Regions from separate parts of the Mus musculus genome. Here region 1 is linked to region 2. A link is a contact called in public promoter capture Hi-C data. All regions are on one chromosome and are shown on one strand. Each heading gives the region's core, a stretch centred on a gene start, on an enhancer-like site or on the middle of the called end of the contact. The rest is flanking DNA. Distances are from core to core; before and after follow the strand shown. Region 1 overlaps Tcf12 (transcription factor 12). Region 2 holds the start of Mns1 (meiosis-specific nuclear structural protein 1).

Region 1 (5,125 bases), core at 910-3,409, 520 kb before region 2:
GGCAAAACTATTTACATACAAAACAAGATATTCTTATGAATAAACCAAGATTTTTACTTTAATACTGAAAGAAAATGTCTTCTCACAGTTTTTAAGCTGTTCTTATGGCCCTCCATATAAATTGGGGTAGATTAGTGCAAAGGTCAAGGAGAATGGTGTTATAGTAAAATGGATGTCTTTGTTCCTCATACTTAGAGAAGTCCTGCAAACAAAGTGACATGGAGACTGAAGGGATCCTACTAAACACACTTCCTTTTGTAAATTCAAGAAAGGTTGCCAGGGGAAATAGTTGCCCCAATCCCTGCCCTATGTCCCAAACTCTCTTCTACTTTCTATCTTAGCAATGATCTCCTACCAAGGAAAAACAGGTATACACAGCTGGTGTTCAGAGATTAGGGAAGGGAGGCTAAGGAACCCTCAAGGGTAAGGAAATGGCCGCCATGCTGAAGTACCTTGCACACCCTTTGAACTCTGTTCAGTCCCAACAGACTCCAGTCACTGCAAGCCCAGACACTGGAGGTCTGTGCTCAGAGCAGACCTCCCTATGGCCACGTGTACTGAATACTGTCCTCTGCTTCTATCCTGAGGTAAGGGGTAAAGGGAGGAGGAATGCTTCAGTACATTTACAAAAGCTGAGTCTACTACAGAATCTAGGGAAGCTTCACTTCTAAATTTAGACAAAACATTGGTTTTCACACTTCTGTTCTTTTTACCTGTTGGCCCATTTGAAATCTGAACATTTGGCTAAATTTTTAGTTTTGGAAGTATGATACTCATTATTCAAATCATCATGAAACAGAACATGTACATTCATGGTCTTTTTTTGCTCTCACTTCTTTTATGATTCTCAACATCAAAGATTTGCAAAACTGTATATTCATTATAAGCAGTCAAATAGAAAAATATAATTTTCTTTATTTATTGTTTTATTTAGACAGGGTCTTGCAAGACAGCCCAGGCTGGCATAGAATATACAGCAATCCTGTTTTAGTCTCCCAAGTGTTGAGATTATAAGCATATACACTACCATGCTCACTGGTATACACAGACATATATGCGTGTGCGTGTGCGTCTGAGAGAGGGTTTCACTACACAGCCTTATTTGGCCTGGAATTCCCTATGAAGACCAGGCTGGCCCCCAACTCATATATATAACTCTCTCTGACTGTAATTAAAGGTGTATACCAAAGAAGCTGGAGAAATATAATACTTAAGAAAGCTTGTCTTAAAAATTTCCTAATCATTCTAAAGGTTCATCAAAATTCAGTAGTTTTTCCTTTCCTGAACACAAAACAATACAGAGAAACTATCTTAAAGTAATAAGTGATGTTATATTTAAAAATGTAAGGACAAAGGGCTTTCTCTGCAAAGTGTCTTTTCAGGCTCCTCTATCCATTTAGCTCAGTTGTTTTAAAAAATGAAGTAACTATGAAATACTGACAATTAACCTTATTTCTTAAAACTAATGCCAGACCAAGAATAAATGTGGGAATCTTTTTACTTATTAGTTTGTTTTTAAAGCTGTATGGTTCTGCTAATATTAATATGTAATCTAACTTACTATTTTCACAGAATTATAGTATTATAAGAAATCACACTGCTCCATGTTTTTGCAGTACTGTCTACATGAGTATGATTTCTGTTAGGTTATACTGTCTACCTATCTTTGTACAGCACATAACTTTTAAAATGTAAATCGTACAACTATTTTTAGCTGCTGCTGAAATTCCTGTCTTCAGGAATAATGATTTGAGGCATTGTTCATTTTGTTTATCAAGCAGCTATTCAGCCTCTAGTGGGACCATGTGCTTAAGCAAGCAAAAGCGTTTAGGATGCTTGCAGCTGCAATTCAACCTTCCAGGTAGGCTGCAGGTTCAGAGTACAGCTGCCCTATGCTTTATAAAACTCAGATCCATCTGGAATTGAGTTTCAAAGATTTCAATTCGACTTTTCAGAAAAAGGGGGCAGGACATAACAGAGATGGAATGCAAACAACCAAAAGATGATTTCTGTCCTTTACCCTTTAAAAAAAAATAAAAAGCTCAGGCCCATGCTGCCCCTTCTAGATTGCTACTTGTCAAGCAGGGCATTCCATTCAGTCCAAACTCTGATGAGCTGTGACTCATCTGGCAGCACCTGCGCCCATGTGTTAAGTATTGCCCAATAAAAGCCTAGCATCCATTTACACAACAAAGAATGTAGCCTTCAAGGCACAGGGCCTCAATCTAACAGTCTCGCTGAGCATTTGTTCTACACAGAGAGAAGAAAGAAAACCCTTTCCCTTCTCACCAGAGGTTTTTAAAGTATGGGTGGATTAATAATGTAAGTTTATCTACAAATACTTCTACTGCTTCAAAGAGCAAGGATATTAAGAGCACAAACACTCCTACAGTATTAGGTTACTATAGCCATTAATGATTGTTTTACCAACCTCTCCCAGCCTCCTGCATCAAAGCTCTTTATTCTCAAAGGATACATTTTTGAGAAAGTAGGGAATCAACAAACTAGTTGCGTGAAAGCTTTCCTGATGTTAGCCTGAAGTTGGGAAAGGCTTAATGAAGGCTTTAAAATCCACAAGGGCTTCAGAATGAACGTCTGACTTGGTGATTTATGCATATTAATAACCTCAGTCCTACTGAGGCAAGCTGAGCCGAACATGTCCTCCGAATCTTAATGTCTTTAGCTCCATTGGGATTATTACAAATGTAAATTTCTAAGATTCTCAGCTATTAATCTCTGTCTGTCCTCCTGTTCAGCAACATAATGACTAATTAAACATCAAAAGACCTGCAGAGGAGATCTTCTTTGACAGCTACAGGCCTAGTCTTCTTCCCAAGAGGGGAATTCAAATGACAGAGACAGGGAGTGACAGCATATGAGTAAGCTACAAATCACTGCACAGAAAACAAAAAGCTGAACCTTAAGTGTGGATTTATCTCAATCAATGATTTTGTTAAAGCAATGAACAGTTACTATGTAAAGTATGCCCACTGGCACCAATTGAATCCATTCTTGTAACAAGTAAATACTCAATACTTGACATCAATTTATTGAACATCAAATTAAAACAAAAGAAGAGAATACTTACAGAAGAAGGTAGGCCAGGAGGCACCTTTCTTACTTTCTTCGCTTGTAAAGGATCTGAACATGGAAAACAAAATGTTTCATTAGCATTTACATTAGGGGAAAAATCCAGACTTCCAATGAACAGGAAACTCCCCCAGACCCCCATGGTTTCTCTTTTCCTAATACTGCACCTGAGCCTGGGAAGACAAGAATGACAGTCCTGGCTCTTCTTCTAAGTTTGAAAGGTAACAATAAATGGAGTAAAGCAAGAAGAAAAGCACACCAATACCACAAAAAGTGAAGGAGAAAGAACACCTTTAGAGCCTGTTATGCCAGGAGCGTTTAAAGACGTCACACATGTCAGTTCACTTGAGGTGAAACTCTGTGCAACAGGCCAACAGCACACTTTCTTAACAGACAAACTGTATCAGATGAAGAGCTAGGCTTAAAGGGATATTTAAAAAACTTAAGCAACGACGATGACGACGACGACAGCAACAACAAAAACCCCTTAATAACATCAAATGCTGTATTACAAATACTATGTATAAAATTTGAAATAAAATTTAAGGAATGAAAACTAAGGTTACAATAACATCATGACATGCTATACAAGCGATGGAATAAAGCCAAGATACACATCTAGTATTATGGCATTTACTTTGGTAATATGTGAGTAAAACTGGAACTTCAGCACTAAGGTACAATTGGGACTTTTATTCCTTTCCAGGAAATGAACACACAGAGAAAGTATATCTCTTATTTTGCTTTAAAGTGCTTGTGTGTGAGTGTATGTGTGAGCGCACACAAACATGTACATGTGGATGTGTGAGCGCAGGTGAATGTTTAAGTACAGGTACCTGTGGACACTAAGTCCAGAAGAGGATGCTGAACTTTCTGGAGCTTGAATTTCATACAGATGGTTATAAGCTGCCACATGGTGTGAGACTACATTTGGTTCCTTTGCAAGAGCAGTATACTCTCGTATCTGCTGAGCTCATAGCTCTAGATCCAAAGAATTTGGAAGATAAATTAATATAAATGAACAGAAAATTTTCATTTGCCTAACTTGGTATTCTAATTTTCCTTGTGTATAAAATTTATAACTTTTCTAAATTATCTTTTTAAAAAGTGATACACACAGCTTTTCAACCATACACAAATAAATAATGGGTCAAATTCAGGATTTTCAGAAGCATTCACTGTTAGGGAATACTGATGTAAAATAAACTCCATATTTTTTAAAACTTCAAAACATGAGAATAAAAAAAGCATTTAAATGATACTACACAATAAAACATGATTTTATAAAGATTGAAACATTTAAATTTGGTCTGTGAATTCTGTAGAAGGGAAAAAAAGCAATTTTGTAAGCAGCATGTGGAAAAATATTATACAATAAACAGGGCAAAAGGCATTCATCAGAGCATGGATAGCCCTTCCCCAAGAGGTGTCCTACATTTGCTTAAAACAGAAGTGCCAAACATAAACAAGATCTGGCATACTCTGTATTTGTAAAACTTACAGCAAAACTTTTGTTCTTGGTAAGTCATTTCAACTAATTCCTTGAGCAAAAGCTATACTTTATATAAAATCAAGGAAATAGCTTCTATGCTTGGAGTTATCTGGATATTTTTCTTTTGTATCTTATCATTAGCCATATACTATCACCAGTCTGGGATTCAAAGTCTAGTTTGGGGACCCTGCAAACTGTGATGGAGAGTAAGCTGGTGGCATTCAGTTCAGAAGCTTTAAGTGCCTGGCCAGGTTACTTTAACCTCCTCCTGTTTCAGCACCTTTAGTTGCATGCTCCTCTCATAAGTATCATAATCTATGGTAACACATGAAATATGTTCATTGCATCACCTAACATTTGTGATACTTTGATGTTTAGAATGTATGCCATAGGGGTATATGTATGCCTGCATGTGTATGTACCACATGTAGGCAGTGCCCATGGGGGCGAGATGAGAAGATGCCATAAGACTGAAATAATAGAAAGTTGTGAGCCACCCTATGGGTGCTGGGCTGAGCTATCTCTCCTGTCCCACACTAAAGT
Region 2 (4,754 bases), core at 1,289-3,788:
TAGAGCCACTTCGGATAAGGGAGTCTCTACTGAGGAGTTGTGTCTATCACATTGGCCTGTCTGTAGACCATCCCTAGTAGGTGGGCCTGGGGTATAGAGAAAAAGTCAGTAAGGCAGCCAGTAGCGGTCCTCCTTGGTCACTGCTTCAGTCCCCGCCTCAAGTTCTGCCCTGTGAGTTCCAGCCTTGGCTTTCCAACAGGACTGACTATAACCAGTAAGCCAAACACTCCTTTACTTCCTCAACTTGCTTTTAGTCAGAGTGTTTTTATCACAGCAACAGAGACCAAACTTGGATTATACAGAACTTCAAAAATCAATAGCATATATACAAAACCTGATTTAAAAATAGGCAATGGAGCTGGGCATGGTGGCACACACCTTTAATCCCAGCACTCAGGAGGCAGAGGGAGGCGGATTTCTGAGTTAGAGGCCAGCCTAGTCTACAAAGTGAGTTCCAGGACAGCCAGAGCTATACAGAGAAACCCTGTCTCGAAAAACAAAACAAAACAAAAAATGGCAATGGGCCTAAGCAGTCACTTCTAACAACAATAAATAATAAAAGATAATATGAATAAAATGAAAAACAAACAATAAAAGAGGCCACCGTTAAAATGTATCCCTTTCAACATCACTAATGAATAATGATCCAGGACACAAAAGCCAAACCTGCAATGAGTAGATATCACTTCACCCCAGCAAGAATAGTTTTCAAAAATATTAAAAATAAAAAACATTGTTGGGAGTACTGAGAAAAGGGAACACATGTATGCTGTTGGTGGAATGTGAATAAGTGTGGCCATTATAGAATACTAGACTAAGGTCCCCCAGAGTTAAAATAGAACTACTGCCTCCTCCCCCCCCACCGTAATCTATATATCCACAGGATATGGAATCCGCATGCGGAAGGCCTCTGAATGCACACGTTAGTTGCAGCTCCATTTACAGTAGTCAAGTCCTGGTTATATCCTGTGTCCATCAGTGAATAAATGGACAGAAGAATAAGATTCAACCACAGGGAAAAACAAAGTCTTACCATTTCTGACAGTGTGGATGGAACTGGAGAGATCAGCTGAAATAATAATGGTGCTACAGATATTGCTCTGCCAGAGTGGGGCTGGGGAGATGGCTCAACGGTTTGGAGCGCCGCCTATTCCTGCAGATTACCCGGAGTTTGGGAACCAGCACCCACATGACAGCTCCAGTAACCTACCTCCAGGAATTTCTAACTCCAGTTCTAGGGGAGCTGATAACATCTTCTGGTCTTTGTGGGCATCAGGCACATAATGGCGCATAGACACTTTATTTACGTAAAGTTAAATCTCAAAAAGTTCTTAAGAAAAAAAGATAAAGTATGATTGTGAAAACACGTAGAGTCTTTAACAATGTTGATTTCACAGAAACTGTAAGCAGATTGGTGATGACAGGGGCTAGGGCAGGGGGAAATGGCGAAGGGCTAGACTGCAGTTAGCAAAATATAGTCAGAAGTACAGGGGTGCACAGCCAGGTGGGGGTGTAGGATGGTAATATGCTGTACATTACAAAAAAAAACCACACAGAGGAAAAGATTGTTTAACCCTAAAGAAATATTTTGATGTTTACTGATTTAAATATTATACAATGCACCAGGATGTTCCATGATATTCCACAAGACACAATTTTTGGTTTTAATGTATTAGCTAAAATTTAAAGTTACACAAACCACATTCTTAGTAGAGTTCCAAGGGATTGTTAGCTGCATCCTAAGTCCAAGAATGCTTTGCATTATATGCTTTGCCCCACAGTCAGTTTCATATATGATTTATTTTTGGTTTTTTGTTTTTTTTGAGACAGAGTTTCTCTGTATAGACCTGGCTGTCCTGGCTCTGTAGACCAGGCTGGCCTCGATCTCAGAAATCTGCCTGCCAAGTGCTGGGATTAAAGGCGTGCGGTGACTATTATCATTATTGTTACTAATGAATATGGGGGGGGGGGTCTAGACCACAGTGGGTGGTGCCATCCCTCGGCACGTGGTCCTGGCCTTAGAGAGCACTGGGATTGCAAGTATGCATCCACACCTGTTCCGTTCCGTTTTCACGTGCTCTCCAGTCTCACACTCCGCTAGCGATCCAGTGGCTTCTGTTCCAGGTAAGTAAATAGGTCTCGTCCGTGTCTCTAAGTTCTCAAAATATTTCATCTCTAAAATGAGTGTATCAGGGATGGAGCAATGGCTCGGTAGGGGGCCCTGCTGCTCTTTTGGAGGGCCCAGCACCCACGTTAGGCAACTTGCTACCGACTGAGGATGGTAGAGGGGCACCATCCCTCAGTCCACTGCAGTGACAAGTCCGAGCTTATTGGGGTTCCTTGGGGCTTTAGCTGGGCTCCAGACCGCAGAGATTAGCTCCCTTCGGATGTAAACGGCTCCCGCTAGGGCAAAGCGTCCGAACTTCGCGCTTTTGGCTTGGTCCTATGGAAGGAGCGCTCCTGCCTGGCAACGAAGACTCTCCGTGCTGATTGGATATTGTGCCAGCCAATGGGAGGCCGCGTCCCTCTTGGGCGGGCGGTGCATTTTTGGCGGTTGCCGGGACACAGCTTAAACTTAACCCAGCGTGCACAGGTATCCGCTGCCGTGGCTGCTGCTCCGGAAGACGCGTTTGCAACTGAGGCAGAGACCCATCCTGCCGGAGGAGGAGGTTTAAAGCCAACCGAGATGGTAAGCAGCTCGGAGGCCGGGGGAAGGGTCGGTCAGGGACTTTCAAACTGTTTATTTGTAGTCTTGAGCTCTCTGAAATACAATTTGAAGTGCGTAATCCGAGAGGTCAGTGAGAAACTTCGATTTGCTTACTAGAAGGTTCTGGGTTTTTTTTTTTTTTTTTTTCCAGGAACACTCCAGGCATTTCTGCACCTTTCCCCCTCTCATCGAAATAGATACATCTTTAAATCTGCTCTGTTGTGGGTGGGGGGAAAGGCAACTCTCTGGTGGTAAAGCTGCAGCTGGAGAGCATCCGCATCGCACTCACTGACGCTGTTGAATTTTAATTTAACTTTTCCTGCTTCCACTACAAAACAGGGACTATTAGTAGTACTCAATCAGTACGCCGTTAAGTTTACATTATCATATTTAAATATTAATTAGTATATCCTGAATTAAAGCCAAAGACCTTTTATACTGTTACCTATTTTATAGTGTTTATTATAGGGATTTTCAGCAGTATCTTTTTGAAAGAAGAATATTGAATTCTGTGTATTTCCCTTTCCCCCTCGCACTTGTAGGCGACCAAAAAGAGAGCTTTGAGCTTTAGTGAAAAGCATCAGAAGTTAGTAGATGAAAAATTCCGCAAATCATTGAACATACAAGTCATGAATAAGTTAGAGAGGCAAGCCAAGAACCAAGTGGTGCAAAATGAAAACGACGAGAAGGTGGAACGCCAGAGGTTCCTCAGAGTGCTGCAGAATGAGCAGTTTGAGCTCGACATGGAAGAAGCCATCCAAAAAGTAAGTTGCAATGTCCTTGTTAGTTTTCTTTCCTTGGAAAAGGTGAAAGATGGCTGTCAGCCCTGCCTGGAGTTGAGGAAATACAGAGAGCTGGGAACTGACTGAATCCTTTGGAGTCCTGGTTATTTTAGCTGAAGAACGTGGTGTCAGTTGGTCAGTTTGCATGCTTTTAACAACGAGCAAATCGAAAGACTTTAGAATAGCATTTGGCAAGAATATCCATTTTTGTTTTTAAACATAAGCATGAAATCCGTAATTGTTAACATCACAGTTTTGTTTATGTGAGTGCAACCGTGTTGCCTTCTCTACATTTCTAATAAGAAATTTAAGAAATTCCTTCCTTTCTAAAAATTCATGACGTTAAACATAGACACTATTAAAGTGGTAGGAGATGGACATATGTGTGAGATGTACACTTACTCATATTTTTAATTTTTGAAGAATTCAGTTATTGAATGCGTGTGTTTACATCCTGCTCTGCTGGCTAAATCTATCATGAGTATTTCTAAATATTTTTTAGGAGATTGCAGTAGAAGAGGAAACAGACAGGAAGTGAGACAAGTGAATTTTCTCCTAAGTGTGAAAAGAACGTCCCCTGTTTTGTTGTGTTTTGAGCACTAGCGTGCGGTTATGTCCAGGATTTTGAGGGTGGATCTGGAAATAGCAAAAGAAAGGCTTAAAAGTGTGTCGGCTTCCTTCTGTCCTAAGTTCCAGTAGCATAGACCTGACCCTTTAATTCTGAACAGGAAAACCCTGGCCTCCCATCTTTTTATTCTTATTATGTCTTTAAGGAAACTCCCATATACCCTAACTCTGCCTAGCAACCATTGGTCTATCTGATGAAGTGGGGATGTTTTCTTTCGAGTGTTGTTCTGATGTCATCTTCTCATGATAGATGCCTCTAAGCAAAATTCTGTACTATGCTGAAATCTGTCCTTAGCGTTGGCTTCTTTTAATCAGGACCAGGCAAGGTTCATACAGCGTATATAGTTTTTATGGCCAATGTTTTGTTAATATGAACTTCATCGATGCATCCTTTATTAACTTCCTGTGTTTAACCTAATGAAGATATCAGGCCTGTTATCTTCTAGATGCGTGTGGTTTTATATCTGTCTGGTTTCTTTGGTGTGTGCCTTTATCTTTCCCATAGTCTCAAAAGGCAGTTAGCCAGGAAGACTTGATTAGATTGCAGTTCATCTTATACTGGGGAGGAAATAGTGACTTTTTTAATGAACTTGTTTCTGCATATGTTGGGATTATTTTAAAGTTTTGTCCTCTTTGAT

What was found. Promoter capture Hi-C pulls out the DNA fragments that hold promoters and counts their contacts.
Region 1: a contact with region 2 is called in a promoter capture Hi-C map of stem cell-derived epiblast-like cells, with 2.4 times the contacts expected there. The contact joins the enhancer-like site here to the promoter of Mns1 in region 2. A contact is called at or near these places in 10 of 39 promoter capture datasets (the 3T3-L1 cell line, the C10 cell line, cranial neural crest and 7 more), 3 of 115 datasets of contacts at active chromatin or transcription factors (double positive thymocytes, large pre-B cells and memory CD8 T cells) and 1 of 9 other capture datasets (embryonic stem cells).

Annotation. Positions count from the first base shown.
Region 1 is chr9:71,913,917-71,919,041 of GRCm38.p6, forward strand. Tcf12 (transcription factor 12) reads right to left here. Exons shown (of 21, transcript NM_011544.3): 8 at 3,089-3,141. Among named protein-coding and RNA genes, the nearest start is that of Cgnl1, 140 kb to the left of the region's middle. Within about 2 kb of position 2,160, at least 53 of the 459 cell types and tissues checked have an H3K27ac peak or open chromatin away from gene starts, as enhancers often do. A contact at or near this core is called in stem cell-derived epiblast-like cells, where this site is marked.
Region 2 is chr9:72,435,991-72,440,744 of GRCm38.p6, forward strand. Mns1 (meiosis-specific nuclear structural protein 1) reads left to right here and starts at 2,539. Exons shown (of 10, transcript NM_008613.3): 1 at 2,539-2,689; 2 at 3,250-3,471. The coding sequence starts at 2,687.